Regions from separate parts of the Mus musculus genome. Here region 1 is linked to region 2. A link is a contact called in public Hi-C data. All regions are on one chromosome and are shown on one strand. The core of a region is the stretch at or near the end of the contact, and the rest is flanking DNA. Distances in the headings are between cores, read along the strand shown. Region 1 has its middle 43 kb from the start of Pmp2. Region 2 overlaps Zfp704 (zinc finger protein 704).

What was found. Hi-C and Micro-C count contacts between places; a contact is called where the count stands out from the background.
Region 1: a contact with region 2 is called in a Hi-C map of the G1E-ER4 cell line, with 2.2 times the contacts expected there. The contact joins two enhancer-like sites.

What each region holds. Positions count from the first base shown.
Region 1 is chr3:10,139,615-10,142,314 of GRCm38.p6, forward strand. No RefSeq gene overlaps it. Among named protein-coding and RNA genes, the nearest start is that of Pmp2, 43 kb to the right of the region's middle. Within about 2 kb of position 1,382, at least 61 of the 459 cell types and tissues checked have an H3K27ac peak or open chromatin away from gene starts, as enhancers often do. A contact at or near this core is called in the G1E-ER4 cell line, where this site is marked.
Region 2 is chr3:9,465,068-9,467,767 of GRCm38.p6, forward strand. The region is part of intron 4 of Zfp704 (zinc finger protein 704); the gene reads right to left. Among named protein-coding and RNA genes, the nearest start is that of C030034L19Rik, 63 kb to the left of the region's middle. Within about 2 kb of position 1,439, at least 21 of the 459 cell types and tissues checked have an H3K27ac peak or open chromatin away from gene starts, as enhancers often do. A contact at or near this core is called in the G1E-ER4 cell line, where this site is marked.

The DNA.
Region 1 (2,700 bases), core at 132-2,631, 670 kb after region 2:
CCTCCCTCCCTCCCTCCCTCCCTCCCTCTCTCCCTCCCTCCTTTTCTCCCTCCCTCCATCCCCCCCCTCCCCAGCATCTCTCCTCTGTGTTCTCTCTGGCATAGTTTCATGTAACTTAGGCTGGCTTTTAACTCACTGTTGCTGTGGATGGCACACACACCTCTTGTACCTCCCGCACACACGTCTCCCTCCCCATTCTGCTGTTACAGTTCCTAACCACCGTACTCTTGGCCTCACACTAGGCGGCCGCTCTGCTTCCTGGGCTGCGTCCCCATGCCTCTAAGTTATCTCCTAAATATTCTTTGGCTTTCCATTATACTTGAGTCTTCAATCAATGGAGACAGAAATGCAGATTATTATTTATGTGTTTTCTACAGGGGAAATCTCTTGTCTCGGTCTGATACTCATGGACTAATCCATCATTAATCATATTTGCATGTATTTCTGCATGTTCCTGGGATGTCAGTTCTGGCTTATATAAATTTCAAAAAGATGCCCAATCTCATTAGTCGCAGAAATGCACACTAATCCATTTCAGATTCATCAAGTTGGCCAAATCAAAGCTTCTAATAACGTTAGGTGTTTACACAGGCCCAGCATTACTGCTGGAGCGAGACTCACAGAGCCACTTCAGAGAAATTCAACACACTATCGGGAATTCAGACTCTGAGAACTGTCAGTTCAGATCCTAAGCACATTCCTCAGAAAGGCCTTCCTCACACGTACACCACGTACACCACGAGGCATAGTCTATATATGCTGATTCTGCAGCAGCACTCACGGCCTGCGAGCTAAAACTCTGGAGTAGAGCCAAACACCTGGCCAGACAGTGTGGCTTCACACTGCAGCTGCACTAGCCTCAGTTCATGTGCTAACGTGGAGAAAACTGAAGTTAGGCCAGGAGTGAAAAGAAGCCGTTGCCAGATGAACAATATAAATTACAGACAGAAATGTTAAAGGATATATAAAATAGTGATAAATGTTTTTTTAAAAGGCAAGGAATGAGTAAGCATTCAGTATGATGCTCATTTCTGCGGAGGGCTGAATGTACAAGGGGTTGATGCTACATTAAAAGGATTGTCAAAATTGTATCTAAAAATTGATGTCTATATATACTAGATAATTCATAATGATATTTTATAGGAAATAATCACCATATTATGTTGGTACAGTAGCCTCAGAAGCCAATGAGGATGGCTATGGAGGCTCTGTTGAGGCCTTTAATAGGAAACCTATTTCCTTCTGTCAGAAACGTAGGATTCACCTCTCGCCCTGGTTAGACACAGACCGCTCTGATCTACCTGGGAATAGTTATAGAGATGAGCCTGTCTATCGCCTTCTAGAGACTGCCACCCAGGAGGTCTGAGTCAGCTAAACCTCCTGAGAGCCCTCCTGAGGGCAGTCACTCAGGGAGCCACATCCTCTGCTAAGACTGCTTGATTTTCTGGGCTACTCAGAAAAACAATATTTTTTTTTTCATTTTCTTCCTTTTATCTCTTTTCCCCAGATGTCAGCATGCTCCCACTGATAGGCTGGCCTTCCTTACTCTTAGTAATGGCTCCATCCCTATGCCCTGTCCTTATCTCCCCTCCTTTTTCTCCCCCCTCCCCCCCCCCCGCAGTTGCTGAATTTACAGGTTGCCTACCCTTAAAATTAAAAAACAAAAAAACAAAAAAAACCCTCCTCAAGTCTGCTTTTAAAATTGTGCTTTAAAGATAATTTTAAATTCTTTATTGATGAGACCAAAAACCCAAAGGGAAAACCCCAATTTCTCCGATAATATATGGCATCTAATGCGGAGATTCCCTAAAGTTTCCTGTAATAATACAACAAGAATTATAGGAATTAATACTTTTTGTGCTGTATATATGTGTTCTTGTGTGTGTTTTCCTGTGTCTATGAGGGTATATGCATGTGTAGTTGTGTGCATGTGTGCAGGGCAGGGATAGGAATGGGGGGGAGGTGTGTCTGGGAGTTCAGAGTCAGCACAGGGTGTTTTCTTCTTCAAATGCTATGTACCTCTCTTTAAAAAATTTTTTTTATTGCACTTTATATACTTATTTTGAGAGTGTGTGTGTGTGTGTGTGTGTGTGCGCGCGCGTGCGCGCGCACATGCGCTCAGGCACTCGTTTGAAGGTCAGGGGATACCTTAAGGGAGTCAGGCCACTCCTCCCAGCACGTGATCCCCGGGATCAAATCCTAAGGATCAAACTTGGCAGCAGGTACCTTTACCCACAGAGCCATCTTGCAGCTCAACACCAGGCAATTTTATTTACCATTTTACAGGTTCCTTCTGGAAACTAGATGCCACAGAAGCGTGAAAAACCCTTGGCAACCTTCCAGAACAAAAGCAGCGTCCAGAGCGCTTTAGCGCAGGCTCGGTGGCTCCTGATAAGCCCTCTGCCGCTGCAGATGGCCAGGGCCATCTTCCTGCTCAACATCCCCTCTTTCTTTTAATTCTTAGGGGTTTGTTTGTTTGTTTGTTTGTTTAAGTATGAATCTGAAGCTTACTGATGAGCTAGACTTAGTGGACAGTGAGCCCCACCCAGGAGGTTGCTAGAAATACAACGCTTGCTGCCAAGGCCAGCTTTAGAGTTGGGGATCTTAACTCAGATGCTTAGGTATTCACTGCAAGCAAGAATTGTTTTTAAAAGGCATCATGGAAAAGGGCTAATGTAAGTATAGTTGCCAGGAAAGCAA
Region 2 (2,700 bases), core at 189-2,688:
TGCTGCTAATGCTTGCTGTGCTGTGCTGTGCCTTGGATGCTGGGCAGGTGGGGGGCTAGGGAACCCTAGGTATGGAAACAAGAGAACACTTGCCTCCATCCTGATACGTATTGATCCGTCAGTGCCGAGTGGCTCAGGGTGGTGAGCCTCTCCATCACCCAGTGTACCTTTGGGGTTGGTGTGCTCACGCACTATCCTCATTGGGACCGCTTCTGCACAGCACTCCCTTGGGAGACCTTCCTGCTCCTGAGAAGCAGATTCGGAATGAACGCTGTAGAGTTCACGATGCAGGTGGGCACCACTGTTGCAGGATATGTAACCACACTGTGGACCCCGAGATTGTGTTATTTATTGGAAAAACTTATTTCCAGTTGTGGTGTAGCTCAGCCCTAACACACACTTTTAATCCAGGAACTTTTTGCTTGAATACTGTAAACAAGATTTAAGTAAAATCAACCATAGGTCAAGAGGCATTTGACAGGGAGCGAATATGTGATTATTAACAAAAAGACATAGTAAGAGGGAGTCAGGAGGACCTGATAGGCAGATGCACAGGAAGTAGAAGGGAGGGACATTCGGTTTTGGGAGGTCCACTAAGGAGGAAGGTCAGTTGGTGCTTTCTCTGCCTGTCTGAGCTAGCAGGCTTTAACTCCAGCATCTGCAGCATCTGGCTCCCAAGTTTTCATTGGTAAAATTGAACAATTGGGATTTTGTTTAAAACAACACATCATACTTATGAGTTTTGTAGATCTGTGTGTTTTGGGGGATAAGTATAAGCCCAAAGATAAAAAATGCAGAGTGCAGCAAATGCTTAACTCGTGGTTGAAGACCACACAGCTACCGAAACTCCTGTGTTAGCTTACAGCTTCCTGTTTTGATTCAAGCTCCCCTCCAACCAACCCCCAGTAAAACTGTCCATGGTCACCACACCTACGAACCAAGGGAAAGTGATGAAAACCAGGTTTATAAGCGCCTCTGGGGTACTGTTGCTGGTCCAGTAGACAGACTCCTGAGTCAGGTTTCCTGTGTATTCCCAATTTCTGCCAGAGCTACCCAAACTCACAACATTGCAGCGAGTTTTCTCACATTAACCCCAAAAGTGCACTGGGTGACTGAGGGGTTCACAGTCACCGTGAGCCATTCAGCACTGATCTATCAATACAGGATCAGGCCCATGGCATCTTGTCTCTATGCCTAGGGTTCCTAAGCTCCCAACCCACTCAGCATCCAAGGGCGAAAGCACACACAGCACAGCACACACAGCACAGCAGTGACACACCCCAACTTCAGAATACACAGAACATCACACCTAGATATGACAGAACCAGGAATCTGACTTTCCAGAAGGTCTTGTGGAATTGGTAGTTAACTTTTACCCTTCTACAGAATTGGTTTTCTCTGGAGAGTACCATAGTGCCCATACTTTGGGTCATTGCATCACCTCGTGGTCATGACAGGAACTGCATCTTCTCAGAGTCCCAGTCACATTCCATAGTAGTTCGGAAACAATCTATTTGAAACCAGAGGAAACTCCTTTCATGGGTATTTTGTTCCCTATTCTAAGGAGGAATGAAGTATCCACCTATTGGTCTTCCCTCTTCTTGATTTTCTTGTGTTTTGCAAATTGTATCTTGGGTGTTCTATGTTTCTGGGCTAATATCCACTTATCAGTGAGTGCATATCTAATGACTTCCTTTGTGATTGGGTTACCTCACTAAAGTTTGGAGCTAAGACAAAAGGATGGACTATCCAGAGACTACCCCATCCGGGGATCTATCCCATAATCAGCCACCAAACCCCACACACTATTGCATATGCCAGAAAGATTTTGAGGAAGGGACCCTGATATAGCTGTCTCGTATGCCAGTACCTGGCAAATATAGAAGTGGATGCTCACAGTCATCTATAATATGGAACACAGGGCCCCCAATGGAGAAGCTAGAGAAAGCACCCAAGGAGCTGAAGGGGTCTGCAACCCTATAGGTGGAACAACAATATGAACTAACCAGTAACCCCCGGAGCTCTTGACTCTAGCTGCATATGTATCAGAAAATGGCCTAGTCGGCCATCACTGGAAAGAGAGGCCCCTTGGTCTTGCAAACTTTATATGCCCCAGTACAGGGGAACGACAGGGCCAAGAAGTGGGAGTGGGTGGGTAGGGGAGCAGGGCAGGGGTAGGGGTAGGGAACTTTCGGAATAGCATTTGAAATGTATATAAAGAAAATATCTAATAAAGAAAAAGAAAGAAAGAAACCAGAGGAAAAAAGTCTGCTAGATTCTGCCCTCCCAAAGCTGGCCAAGTGACGTGCAGAGCCAGGACAGCTTGGTGCCTCTCTCACATTTCACCGCTGTGGCTGAGGAAGGAGTAGTGTCCCTCTTGTGCCTCAGCTCCCACCGGCCCATAGACTAGGCTGCCATTCTCCTCTGTGGATTCTTTTACTCATCTTGCTCACAAGCAGCCTCTATTATTTATGCTCAGCTCACTGTTTTTCTGTCACAATATAAACAACCTTGGGCAAGCCGTACAAATTTAATCACTTGCTTCTGCAAAGTGGGAATCAGGCTCTACCGAAAACTGTGGGTCCAATGAAATGAAAAGCTGCATGTATACACATCTGATAAACTGTGACAAAACGTGTAAATGCAGTGCTCATCAGATAATACGTGTCTGTGCATAGCACTTCACACTTTGAACTTCCT